Linked DNA regions of Mus musculus: region 2 is linked to region 1. A link is a contact called in public Hi-C data. All regions are on one chromosome and are shown on one strand. Each heading gives the region's core, a stretch centred on a gene start, on an enhancer-like site or on the middle of the called end of the contact. The rest is flanking DNA. Distances are from core to core; before and after follow the strand shown. Region 1 overlaps Grik2 (glutamate receptor, ionotropic, kainate 2 (beta 2)). Region 2 has its middle 32 kb from the start of Gm40642.

Region 1 (7,393 bases), core at 4,465-6,964:
AGCTGACATGATGTTCAGGACTCCCTGGCAAGATTTAAGTTACCTCTTGCTCTTTCCTGAGTTGATCTTTGATTTCATTTAGCTTCTAGAGCCATAAAGCTCCTTTTAATTCTCTAAAATTTAATCTATGTCAAGCAGATTCTGAGTGGGAAAACTTTCAATACTTAACTCAGTATGTTTAGTAAGAACGAGTACCCTTTCTATCTACAGGTACAATTGCCCTTGTAAGCATAGTCATGTACATGGAAACAAGCCTTTTCTGCACTATAATATCTTTGCCCTGGTGCTTTTATAATAAAATTTAAAGATTGCTTATAGAAGAAATGAAACTTGAGACTTGGTCTTTCAGAATTACGTAAGTCAATTGTTGTGTCTAGTTAACAAATTATAGCTGTATGAAAACTCTCAGCAGTCACAACTGTGTAACTTTAAAATCAAATTCTGCATTAAATTCTTAGCTTTGTTAAGTTTTTTTTTTATATTCTCACATTGTGGCACAAGGTGACCTGACACCTACTGAGATCTAGTATTTCAGGTGTGCACCTATCACTACGTTCAAATTTTTATGACTATATTTTCTGTTTTGTTTGTATTGTTTGAGGTAAGTTCTTACTCGTAGATTTGGCTGTGCTAGAACACAGTATGTAGATAAGGCTGGCTACAAATATACAGATATTCACCTCCCTCTGCCTGCTTAGTGCTGCAACTTAAGATGTCCACTACAGTAGCCAGCACTGACCCTCCAGTTTAATATAAATAACTCATTTTTTGTGACCAAATCTATTAAAGGAAGAAAGGTTTATTTTGACTCCAGTTTTCAGAGGGTTCATCTATGGTATGGTTTTTGTCACTGAGACAGAATTCTTGACATCAAAGAACAAACTAACAAACAAGCCTTAAGAGGAAAAATGTTAACTTTGACTCAAGGGTTTAGAGGATTAGGCCCATGATAGTTTGATATTAGCAGCCAAAGCAGGATGTTGTGATAATGGGTGTGCAGTAGAGAGATGGTTCTTCACCAGACAGAAAACAGAGAAAGGGCATAGAGCAAAGGGCCAGGGCATGATCCAGTGCAAGGTCATGACCCCAGTGATACACATTCACAAAGTACATAGTACCATCTACAATTCAACATGTCCCAATAACACCATCATATTTTGAATCCATCAAGGAATTTATCTGTTGATTAGATCATAACACATCGAAGCTATTCACTTCCCAAAGCACATCAGCTGGCAGTCAACAAGAAGCAGATAGCTTAGATTGGATATTGCATACTCGAAACAAACCAGTTCTTTGGCAGTGAGTTTTTGAGCCCATAGTGAATCAGAACAGCAGCATTTGTACTAAGAGTAAAGGGAGGGAAAGTGGCTCACATCATGGTGGACAGTAAGCACAGAGGAAAGAAGAGTCTTTGTGTTAAGCATCATCTTCATGGTCACACCCCTAGTCACCTACTCTCTCTAGCTCAATGTCACCTCTTAATGTTTACATGAAAATTCTGCAAAAGCACCACCAGATAAGCATTCAACACAGCAATCATTTCATGTTCAAACCCTGACAACAATGATGGAACCATTTAGCTACCTCTCAATAAAACTATAATCATACAAACATCATTTATGTTATAGTAAACGTATAATACCAACTTCATACATTTTCTCACAGCATTTAAGATGCTGTATTTCAATTGCTTCTATTATCAGCCTAGATTCCCAAATTAAATTTCTTGAGGAATGTTAAATAACCCCTTAAAGGTTTATTAAAGAATGAAATAGTAAGCCTGATAGATTTGATATAAAAGTAATGTAACCATTCTCATTTTCACTACTATAACAAAATTTAAAACCATTTTATTGTGAATAACTATCCAAATTTATGAGATTACAGTAATTTAAAGTTCAGGTACAGTATTTGAGGTTACTCCCTATTGATCAGTCATGAGCACCAATGAAATAGTAAGAGAAAATCCCAGATGATAGAGATATCTTGATCAAGTGTATTTGAAGCATCTAGAGACATAATATCATCACAGTATGTTGAACCAAAACCTCTTCAAATCCCATGTGTAGGAACAGCAATTTAGATACATCTGTGTTGAACATTGCACTATATTCATAAAAGCATCCCCAAATCTAAAAAGCTCACATCACATGAAACTTTCCTTCCCATATCTAACACCATGGAGAGACTATGTGAAAATTTGAGTGAGGAAAAACTACAAATCAAAAAGCTCATTATTATTTTTTCTAACTATAGAATTATCATCTGTACAATACAATGCAGGAGTAAGAATAGATGTACAAGATTCACCCAAAAAGACCTCCAAAAGGAGACGTGGGAGAGATGTCTCAGAAAAGTGCTTGATAGGCAATCCAAAGAACGTTAGATTGATCCTTAGTGCATTGTTAAGAAGACAAGTGTACTGACATAGGCCTGTAATACCTGTGCTGAGGGGGGAGACACAAGAAAACCTGGAGCTTGCTGGTCGGCCAGTTTAGCTTAGGCAGGGAACCTCAAGTACAGGAGAAATACTGTGCCTCCAAAAGAAAGTTGAAGAGGGCTGTGTGATATTAACTTCTGTCCTCAACATATATACAAACACTTGAACACACACACACACACACACACACACACACAGAGAGAGAGAGAGAGAGAGAGAGAGAGAGAGAGAGAGAGAGAGAGAGAGAGAGAGAAGAGAAGAGAACGCATAAGTAGTAAAATAATCACATAAGCCCATTAAAGTATTGCCAGAGGGAAAGAAAAAAAAAGAAATCTAGAAACTCTGGGTTAATATTTAGGATTAGCATCTTAAAACCCAGGCAGTTAAAACCTCATTTCACTCTTTCAGCACCGAGAAACTGCTCAGGAATTTTTTTGCAATTCTGACATGCCATTTGAGATATTTCAACCGAAACTTCCTCAACTGCCAAATGATGACAGTGTGTGAGTTGATTTTTTTCCAACACTTTTATGAGCTTCCTCACAGTTTCATGCTATTCTTTTTTTCTACAATACTAGATGGTCTGTTCCTTCTACCTATAGTATAGGACCAGATACACAAACTGACTCAATCCCAGCCACTCCTTATACAGATAAGCCTGCTCACAGAACAAATTAAAATTCATCCAGAACTTTTCATTTTAGTTTATTTCCTCAGGTCAGCACGATGTTTGATGCTGAAGCTTTACCCACACCCTCCTAATGTATAACCCTTGCCACATTATCAGAAAGTGAGAGGCCCCTACAATCACATCTTGCCTGATAGGTTAATATATTGCTATTTCCTACTAGTATCCATTTGGCTTTTGTGACAAGATAGGATTCCAACAATGAAAAGAGCAAAGCTAACAGGACCAAAGCATAAATAGTTAGAAGGATTGTGTACAGGAATGTCCGCTTACATCTCTACATTCAAAATTCCTAACATGGGTCTGGCCAAGTTAGAGGTCACGTTGGTCTTGTTCACCTCTATTATCAGGACCTAAACTGTGCCAGGTTCTTTCTGGGAGCAGAAGCTTTTATTTGTTAAAGGAATCAACAAAAATAACTGCATGTCCATGAATAGTGGTTAAGTATATAGATTATTAAATGACACATCCTTAGCCTGGCATGCATCTAAAAACTAGTAAGGCTCAAAGTAACAGCATTCAAAAATGCAAAAAGGTTTTAGGGAATCAACAAGTGATCACCTCCAGTCATCTAGAGCCAAGATGTCACCCAAGCCACTAATTTTCCAATGTCATGCAAAGCATTCCCAAATAATCACATTAAAAATTGCCAGGAAAAAAAAACAGTTATAAAAAGAGAATTATTCTCTTCTTTTAAATTTCATTCTGAGTGGTTTTTTGGATAATGTATCAAGCACAACTTTCAGCATCTTGTGGCAGCAAGAATTTTGAGATCACACACATCAGATAAAGCTGTCCATTTTTGAACGCAGGGTAGTATCACGCGATGAGACATATGTGTTCAAGCCCAAGATTTTCAATACCATTCAAAACAAGGGGAATGCAGAAATAACAGCAAAATTCCCATGATCATAAAACTTACATGATTCTATCTCACTTTCAAAATAAATATAGCAGTCTTAAACTTCTATAATTAGGAAAGTAATATAGACATATATCCAAGGTATTCAACCACCCAGTGACAATATATGGTTTTGAAGAAACTATATCCACAGCAGGCTTGCACATAATTTTATAAATACATATACAAAATTATATATATATATATATATATATATATATATATATATATATATATATATATATAAAATAGTGACTATGCAGAAGCTAGTAACTATTAAAAAGGTAAAACTGGGGAAAATAATATTTAATTTTCCACTATAATAGTACTTTTACATTCCACATTCAGATAGCTGGTATAATTGAAGACAGCTTGGAACCCCTGAGGATATCCAAACTGTCACAATTGAAGAAAAGATTTAAGTATCCTGCAGTGTAAGACCTACTAAATGACATTACAAAGCTGATTCAAAATATCATCTTTGTTGGATTCTCAATATCCAATCTATGAACAATAGGCATAATTAAATACAGAAAGCTGTAAATTAAGCAAGCAAAATGATAGAGCAAATCATTTCACGTTCGCACCTGTGAAGTACAGTATACCGTTATTATTTCTCAAAGAACACAGAACAGGCTTCTGCATGGACAATTATCAAAAGGGTTCAGAGCAGCAGCAGCAGCTATAATGGACAATAGATTTCTTTTCAAAGACTAAAAAGATATCAATGAATGTAATTTTCAAGTCAAAGTGAGAATATACAGCTGCTGCCAAGGATTCTTTTTCATGTAGTTCAATGTTTCTGATTAAAATAAAAACTCAGGTCTCCTATTCTCAAGCCAGTAGTAACTAGACAACACACAGACAGCACGTGCACATGTGCACACACACACACACACACACACACACAAACTTGTGTATGTGTGCGCACACATACACAATGCAAGCTATAATTTTCTATGTCTAGGCAAAAGAGCTTTTTATGCATTTTTCTGTTCATGAGTACAGAAAATGTTTTGTGCAATAAAGTACCTGGCCGAAAGAAGACTATACGAAAGAAAGTGGTGTCTTGGTTAAAATGTAGTTTCTGGATATAGTGGAATTACTGCAAGACCTAATTGGCTACATTTTTGTGGTCTTAGGTAAGTTAATAATTTTCAATTTCTTTTCTCTTTTCTTTGGAATCTAAGGGTAATTATAGTTTCCCATAAAACTGGTCGAATAAGAAAAACTTAAAAGTAAGAATCTATATAAATTTCTGAAACACTGATGCATGGGAACCACTCAGCAAGTGCTATCTTTTATCTTTTGGTTTTAAATATATATTTGCAAATGTTACATATATATGTAACCAAGAACAAGATTTTAAATAGATGTCATTATCTTGGCACTTATATGGTTCAAAATCAAAATAGTAGAGATAGATGTCCCATCCATAAAATGGTTCACTATAATTTAAAAGAAAAGTGTTGCTTCACTGAAATCAGATGAAAATCCAACAAAAAATATTTTCTAATGTGTATTGGGAAAACCTTGGCAAGGTGAGCAAGGTCATTGCCAGCAGAGAGACAGTGTCACCTCCGGTTTGGATTAAACTGAAAGAGCCAAGGGAAAGATCTGCCAATGAGCCCACCATGAAGGAACATAAAACCACCTGCAATATCCATTCTAGCATCTGTCTCTGTGAAGTGCCAAGCCTCCTCCCCCACACCACCCAGCTGGACTCTTCCACACAGAGCAGTTCTACAGGCCATCATTTTTGTAATTCATTGTAGCTGGGCCTCTTACATTTGATTGTCCTAGAGGTATTCTGTGAATCCAGACACAGGAACTCACTCTCCTTTCATGCCACAATGGAAGCTGTACGTGCTTGTGCCTCTAATTCAATGCCTGCCAAAATGACAGACCAATCCATGGATTCAATCATTGAACCCATTTAGTATCCCCCAAATCTATCCTCAAAGCTGCCCTAAAGAAAATGATGGACATTAGGTTTGTCATCCACTCATTGGCCATTTTCAAATATGGATCAAATTAGAGAAGGAACAATGTACTATGTTTGAGGAAACAATGCAGCTACAAGGGTTTTGTTGAGACAATGAGGTCATGATGAACTCAGAGGAATCATGACATTTCTTAATTTCCATGTCTATGTCAGAATAATGATGTTACACACTTTATATGGCTTTTAGAAAGAGTAACTGATATAGTAAGTGTGGAGTGTTTACATAAGTTTCTCAAAGTCCTAAATATACTATAACTGTTAATAAAATCATAATCAAGGATATGACTAAGTAGACTATGGTAATAGCTATGTTGAAAGCAATAGACCACCCAGGTGCCACCATGTTGCAACTAACATATGTTTGTAATTTAGAGAAGGATCATTAAAAAATTTCTCTGCTTTCACTGGTATTACACCTCATATAAAAAAAAGAGTCAAATGCAATAATGTACATAAAAGGAATCCACTTCAGAATGAAACATGAGATAAAGTAGCTAAAATTAATGAGAGTTACAGGAAAATAGAAAAGGCAGAATGTGAAAGGTCCTAAAACTACATATGTATTAACTAGCTTAATTTAGGAAGTAATAAAATAGTGTAAATATTCATACACACCAATGCTGCAATCATTGCGTGTAGGTCACTTGTATTTTTGAACAAAGTATGAAAATGTCAAAGGGAACTCGTTATTGTACAATTGTCTTGACAATAAAAATAACAAATATATATATATGTATATATATATACATATATATACATATACAAACTTGTATATATATATATATATATGTATATATATATATATATATAATTTAGATCATACAGAACTCCAACAATTCTGTATGTTAAGATCTCTTGTTCTGTCTTAAAACTAGAATACGGAATTATTAAGAAATACTTTGCTGAAAATCTCATGCTGTAAAGTGACTTTTTATTAGCAAAGGAAAGAAAATGGAAAATGACAAAGTAATTTCACATCTTGAATTTGTTTCCAGTCTTCCCTTTAATCTTCCTTACTGTAGTGCCTTCCAAATATAAAATAGAAGACATCCATAATAACTTTAAACTTAAAAGACAAAGTAGAGATAAAGTATGGAATATGTTCACAGAACCAGCATCGGGACACCAGGTTAATCACTCTGCAATGCTACTGTGCAATGCTTAAGTGAAAAGATTCTGATCTGTGAAAGAAACATTTATCACTCTGGCTGAAATCACTTTTAGGAGAACTGTAATAGTCATATTCTTTCAGCACTAAATATGTAAACTCTAGAAAACTGTTTTCCATGTTTATTGTTTTCACATTTCAATATTACACTGGGCTTTTTTATATTAATGACAACAATCATGAAATTT
Region 2 (7,156 bases), core at 248-2,747, 500 kb after region 1:
AAGATCAGGTTATAAATAAAACACAGAGGAAGAACAGATTTCTTGTATGTTATAATTAAATAAGTCTTTCCTCAAACATTGATTGCATCCCCTTAGCTTTTCTGTCAGGTTTTTTTTTTTCAGTCAAAATTCCATTAAATTAAGAAAAAAAAATGTACTTGTAAGGCTGAAGCAGGAGTCACTGCAAGTTCAAAGCTCTCCTAACTACACTGTGTGTACTGTCTAAATAAGCAAAAACAGAAAGACAGGAAAAAAGAGAAAACACATTGATATTTTATAGCCAACCTTAAATCAGTTTTTGCATTCTGTCTTTCATATACAAAATACTCCTTCTGATTTAATCTTTCTCAATCTCACCACATATAGATTATAGGAAAGTACATTTTTCAAGTGTAGCAAACTACAGAATTTTAGATCTGAACAAAGCTATTAGAAACATAACTAGGAATATTCTAGAAATTTCCAGCATCTTAATAGCTATACATCTCAGTGATATGGGATGTAGTTTATCATGTTGGGAAGCCAAGAAAGTCAATGGCTTGGGTTCAGGCATGGTGAAGCACTGGATGTGAACACTGCAAAGTTAAAGTATCCCACTACTTTTTCACTTAAACAGGAAAAAGCCCTAATGTTCCAGCTGGCCAGAGGTACTTTCAGAAAGCTTAGCTGTGAATAGGCAGCTAATTTAGAAAACAATCAAAAATGTAATTTTAGCAGAATGTTAAAAAAGTGTAAAATTCTTAAATGACTATTGACTAAAGACTCACATAATTTTAAACAAATGATGGAATCATTAGGAGGATTGTGTGTGAAAGAGGGAAACATCGAAGATCAGAAGGACAGTGGCATATACTTTCTCATATTCAGAAAGCCATGTATGCTAGCTGCACTGTAACCTCTAGGTTTAAAACACATATAAAATGACCCAAATTTTAGCTGTAAGAAATCATGTGACCTTGGGCAAAACTTAGTGGCTTCTTCACTTTGACTTAGTCTTTTAGTAAAGAAGTTGCCGTAACTTTTTTTAATTCATAAATTTTCTGTATTTATTTCTGAGTTGTAATATCACCAAGAAAAGTAAGCTGCCAAAGCAAGGAGATGTGTATTGCAAATACAGTGAGCATCCTTCTTGTGTTAAGTAACAAACCTAGATTTTCATATACCTGAAGTCATGCATTTACACTTAGGAAGCTATGAGGCGTTGTGCCTATAGAATCATTTCTTTGCTAAAGAATATATCTTCCTTTACTAAAAGGACATTTCTTCTTATTTTGCCAAAATTAGTGTCCTATACATTGTAGGCATTAAATAAATGCTTGCAGAAAAAAATTAAATCCTACCTAAATCAAATACAGAACAAAAGGGGCAGTTTTTCCTCATGAAATCCATCCTCCCACTTAGTAGACTTCTGTCTCTTGTGCTGATGCTCACTGTCCATCACACCAGTGCAGTCTGTACTTTCGCTAGTTCTCAGCCTGGAAACCCCCTACTGCCTGGCCACCTGCTTCCTGATAGAGTTAACCAGCGTGTACCTCCCACACCAGATGGCTCCCTTCTCTTGTCTTTACTTGGCAAGAATTTACGAACATATTTCCGCATGTCCAGTCTGGGACGCATCCAAAGGGCCAGACTCTGTGATCGTCAGAGAAAGGCCACAACGCCCAACTGAACTTACATCTGCACTCCTGTAATGTTGTATGGTTTCTTTTGTTTATACTGTGGGGTGTTTGTTTACAAATGCTTTGTTTGTTCCTTTAAATTTCTGTGCTCTTCATAATTTTCTAAGATCTACCAAGCCAGTTCCCACCCCACTCCAGAACATTCTTTATATCCCTTGTTCATCAATCCTAGTGCCAGTATTAAGAGCTTCTTTAGGACAAGAATAATTGCAAGTTTAGGAAAGGAGAAGATGTGGAGGAGAACACCAGACCTCAGGATCTGCTTAGAAACCAAACTGGCAGATGACCTGTAAAAGCTGTAAAGTAAGTTTTGGGTCTGGAGTAACTGTGCAGAAGAAGAGTTAGAAAGATTGTAAAAGTCAGAGGTGATGGATGACTCCAAGGAAACTGTGCCTTCCTGGCACAAAGAGGATAGACATACATGTGAACTCACAGAGACTGTGGCAACACACCAACAAGACCCCAACAGATTTAAACCAGGCAGGATCCCAGTACTGAGAGGTAGGAAGTAGACCTGAGGTTGAGAATTTTACCAAAACGGTTATTTGCAGCTAATACTCACCACCAAATAGAAAATCAGTTTTCTTCAACAGAGTCTGGCAATATAAACAAGACTCCAGGTCAGGCCTCCTACCCAGTAATAACCGGCTAACACAAATAGAACGCCATAGTGTTGGTGTATTTGTTTGCTTGTTTGTTTGTTTGTTTTAGTAGAATTTTTTTGTTTCATTTTGTTTTGTATGCACATTTTACCTTGTTTTTCTTTGTTTCAATTTCCGTTTTAATTTTTCAATAGGTTATTTTTGTGTTTGGATTTGTGGGGGTTTTTTTGGTTGGAGAGATTTCTCTTTTGTTATTTTGAAAGAGAAGGAACATTAACATTGGAGGAGGTGGGGAAGACCTGGAAAGAGAGAGCCAAACAGTACCCCCAAAGGTCGTGTCTCTAGCTGCATATGCAGCAGAAGATGGCCTACTTGGCCACCATTGGAAAGAGAGGCCTCTTGATCTTGCAAACTTTATATGTCCCAGTACAGGGAAATGCCAGGGCCAAGAAGTGGGAGTGAGTGGGTAGGGGAGCAGGGCTGGGGGAGGATATGGGGACTTTCAGGATAGCATTTCAAATGTAAATGAAGAAAATATCTAATAAAAATTGAAAAAGAGTTGGAGAGAGGGAAACACTGATTAAAATATATTGTATGAAAGAAAGAAAGAAAGAAAGAAAGAAAGAAAGAAAGAAAGAAAGAAAGGAAGGAAGGAAGGAAGGAAGGAAGGAAGGAAGGAAGGAAGAAAAAAGCTTCACTGTTTCAGATACATCCATCTATCCTCCCACTACCTCAGAAGTGGATACAGTTCTTGACAATAAGAGAATTAACACTGGAGTGTTAAAGTTCAAAGGGTTCTGCATCTACTTATCTATCCATAGATGGATAAATGCATTCCATCTATCATAATGGAACAACATCTCTCTTCTACAAACCCATCTCATTATTCTTCACAAGCAAATACACAAGAGCACACAATAGGAAGAAAATGGTTACCTCATAAACAACAGAAACAAGAATTTAACGTGTATTTCTCTCCAAAATCACCACCTCCTTTCACTGAAAGGCTATGTACTTGAGCCAGATAGTTTAGTTGGTTAGAACTAGGAAAGCTAGCCAAGGAAAAGAGAGTCCTTATTGAGTGATTCAAACAATACCACCTGCATTATGAAAATCCTAACAAAGCAATGAGTTGTCCACTATTTGTTAATAGGATAGATTTTACTGCTAGATTTTACAAATATCCATACACCTGTCCCCTGTGCTCAGGCTCTTGAGCAACTCAGATGGTCAAGTAAGAGGATATGCTGGAAGCCTAAAGTGGGTTTTGATGTTTGGCTATCTCTTGACATCACTAGGGACATATATATTCAGTAAATAAGAAAATACTTATTTGAACGTATTTTAAGCCCACAAAATCTTCCTCCATCCACTTAGAAAAGGAAGTGAGAAAAAAATCAAGAGAAACCACAGTCTTGGAACAGTATCCACTTCACACATTTTCCTATCCTTGAAGTAACAACTGTACAAAAGCATTAAGATCAAACAGCTTTACCACTGATGATGTGTCCGCTGTTTACCTAGATTTCTTATGAAAATATCATCCCTTTTCGCCTCTTGCCATGTCACTAATGTGTAAAGGTCCATAAATATGCTTACCTGGATATTAAATATAATCACAACCTCCCTGAATTTGACTCATTTTTCTTCCCTCCCAGAGTAGCTATGGTATGATATTGGTCTTAGGATGTTTGCTGGAAGCCCAGGCCAGCCACATGCAATCTGTGAAAACTTGGATGTCTCAGACTAAAACTTGCAGATTCACTTTCATCTGTAAAGTGACTATAATAACAACGTGCATGTATGTGAAGATTAATGACATCTGCACACAAAATTATTTCTTAATTCAATGCTTGCCAAATTGAAAGCTACAGAAGTATTTCTCATTATGATCTCAAATGGCAATACCAGATTAAAAGAGTTTTTATAAGGAGTTTGAATAATAAAATGTTTTATAGAAAATTATTCTCATGTGAGATTGATATCCCCCCATAACTCACCTCAATGATTGGCCATAGTTTATAAATCTAGAATAATAATTACTATTAACTTGTAAGTGAGAAGCATGCACCATTTTCTACAAATAATCATACTTAATCTAAAAACAGTACCTTTGAGACAGGCTAATTTTTCTAACATTACTATTGCTTATAATAATTCTAAATAAACAAAATTCTGATTTTAACCTCTTAGAATTTAACCTCTTAGAATTTTTTCATGGGAAAATATTTTTCATGGGAAAAAATTCTCCTATGCACAGAAATGTTGTTTAGAGCACCATCATCCATCACTGTCAAACCAGAAGAAAACTTGACTCCTAGCAAAGTAATAGGTGATAATATAACATTTACCCTCCCTGTGAGATACCACTCCATGTTTAAAATGGATAGTGGAATTCTTACAAAAAAAATGTGTTACTAGAAATGACTCAAAATATATAAACAAAGAAGGTACCTTGTAAATTTCCACTTATAGTCTTATTTCATTTACACTAATACTGTGTTAACATAGAACCTAAATCAGAAGATATGTGTAACACAAGAAAGGGCTAGAGTGAGTGTTTAATTATTAACAGTGATTATAAAGAGGAATGGTTTAAGTATCCTTAATATTTTCATTCTTTTATATCTTAATTGCCTGAAATTTTATGATATATGTGTGTGTATGTGTGTGTATGTGTGTGTGTATGTGTGTGTGTGTGTGTGTGTGTGTGTGTGTGTGTTAATATAAGGATGATAGGCTCAAATAGAGCAAATAGAGAGCTATAAGGTGGAAGAAAATGGACAGGAAGAAGTGAGAGGGGAAGAGAAAAAGGAAAGGAGGAAGAAAGAGATGTAGAAAGGAAGGGAAGGAGGGAGGGAAAGATATCCTGACCATATCAGTTAGTAAAATGTTCAAAAACCTCAATATAGTGGGACATTTATAGAGAGATATCCCAATGGAAATTTTACAAAATGAGTGAGCAAAGGCTGTAAAGTTGGAGGGGAAAGCAGAACCCGGGCAAGCTTCTTGGATAGGACAGAGGCTGCTCTTGTCTGCCATGTACCCATAGTAGCTGGCTGAGGTGGCTACTACAAGCACATGGGCATCCTCCATGATGCTACCCTGTGTTCTGTGGGTGAGATCCCATATGACAAGTTTTTCTCAGACATTCACATCAGAAGGAACTCTGACTTCCCTGAAGAGCAGCACCCATCCAGCTGTGCAGCAGAGTAAGGAACAAGTGTGGGCTTGAAATCAAAGTAGTTCGCTTCGTACATTCTGCTACTTCCTACTTGGTAATCTTGGCTCTTCATTCCCTGTAGGAAAAAAAAATTTACAGAAATAACTAGTCTATGTGTTTAACAGGAACCAAATGAGCTACTGTGTGCACCTTGCAAGTCATGGATTAATATAATTTGTTCTTACTATTGCCATTAGCTAATGAAGGTTATGTGACCCATACTCTTTTCTTACTGTTAGTTTGAAGGCTGTCTTAAGTAAAATTCCATATTCAATCACAATTTACCTCTCTTGAACGGTGTTTGACTGCTCAGCTTCGAAAGAGTTGCACTTTTCTATTTCTGTTTAGACATTATAGTACATTTAACATTTATCACAAAGTGACTCAAATGATTTTCTGAAGGAGGTTATTCTATTTTTAAAAACCACAGCTATTTCTTTTTCTAGCTACCACCCCATCTCAGGGCCTTTGTACTCCAACCTCTCATAAGGGTTTTCTTGGCTCATTGCTTTCCTTCCTGTCTCTTCAAACCTTCGCTTGAATATTTATTCTACTGGAATCTAGTCAAGTCTCAAGTTGAGACCACCAATGTCACTCTAAAGCTAACCCTGATGAGTGCAGACTGTGCACCTCTTGGTTAGATGTTCAGAACGTGATCACCAACACAGAACACTGTAACTCGTCACTTTTGAACATCCTTTGCCTTGCCTCTAAGATGTGCCTCATTTAATTTATCTTTCTGAAGCCCTTGGTGATTTCTTCTCCATTGTCTACACTGATACCTTCTCTCCTAGCTAGTATTAATCTTTATTTTGCCAATGTTATCATTCACCCAGTATCCAGTTCCAGACCTGAATATTTAGCTCTGACCTGATTTTAGCTCTTAGGCAAGACAACTTAAATACAGTTTCTTAAAATAGAAATTCATTGTTTTGCATATAATTTTTGAATGGCTTCATGAATCAACATAAACTCTAAACTATTTCTTGTCTCTAATTTTATGTAGGCTACCAGTGTTCTGTATAATTTTCTTCTCTGTAATTTCCTGTAACCAAATTACCTTCACATATTGTGACATCATCCTTGAACTATTATTGTACTGGCCCCTTGCTTTGCCTTTCCAAGGTCAAATTTTCCTCTCTCTAGATCATTTTCCATACAGATGTCACTCTGATATATTTAAATTATACACTATCTCTTTTATTTTAAATTCATTGATGTTAGAATAAAGTAGAGTTAATCTGACCTATATGACCTTAAATGATCTTTCAGCTACTTGTGGCCCTAGAATTTCAGGTTTCTTCCTACATATTTCCTCTGCTGTGCTTCACTGTCTCCCTTGTGTTGCTTAACCTAACTCTAAGTTCTTAACACAAAGGCTTTTTAAATTTTTCATTATTTAAAATTATTTCCTTTATTTTGAAATTATAATGTAGTTATATCACTTCTCTACCTATATCTGTATCTTTATCTCTATATCAATGCCTGTCTATCTATCTCTATATCCATATATCTATACCTATACTTGTCTCCTGTTTCTGTCGCTGTCTCTATCTCTATCTCTGTCTCCATCTCTGTCTCCATCTCCATCTCCATCTATCTAGCTAATGAGAAATAGCTGAGGTCCCAGACTGAATAAAAGGACAAAGCAA

What was found. A called contact is a pair of places that touch in the nucleus more often than the background predicts.
Region 2: a Hi-C map of cerebellar granule neurons shows a contact between it and region 1, with 2.3 times the contacts expected there. The contact joins two enhancer-like sites. A contact is called at or near these places in 3 of 484 Hi-C or Micro-C datasets (cerebellar granule neurons and cerebellum).

Annotation. Positions count from the first base shown.
Region 1 is chr10:49,634,392-49,641,784 of GRCm38.p6, forward strand. The region is part of intron 2 of Grik2 (glutamate receptor, ionotropic, kainate 2 (beta 2)); the gene reads right to left. Among named protein-coding and RNA genes, the nearest start is that of Grik2, 150 kb to the right of the region's middle. Within about 2 kb of position 5,715, at least 7 of the 459 cell types and tissues checked have an H3K27ac peak or open chromatin away from gene starts, as enhancers often do. A contact at or near this core is called in cerebellar granule neurons and cerebellum, where this site is marked.
Region 2 is chr10:50,136,449-50,143,604 of GRCm38.p6, forward strand. No RefSeq gene overlaps it. Among named protein-coding and RNA genes, the nearest start is that of Gm40642, 32 kb to the left of the region's middle. Within about 2 kb of position 1,498, at least 8 of the 459 cell types and tissues checked have an H3K27ac peak or open chromatin away from gene starts, as enhancers often do. A contact at or near this core is called in cerebellar granule neurons and cerebellum, where this site is marked.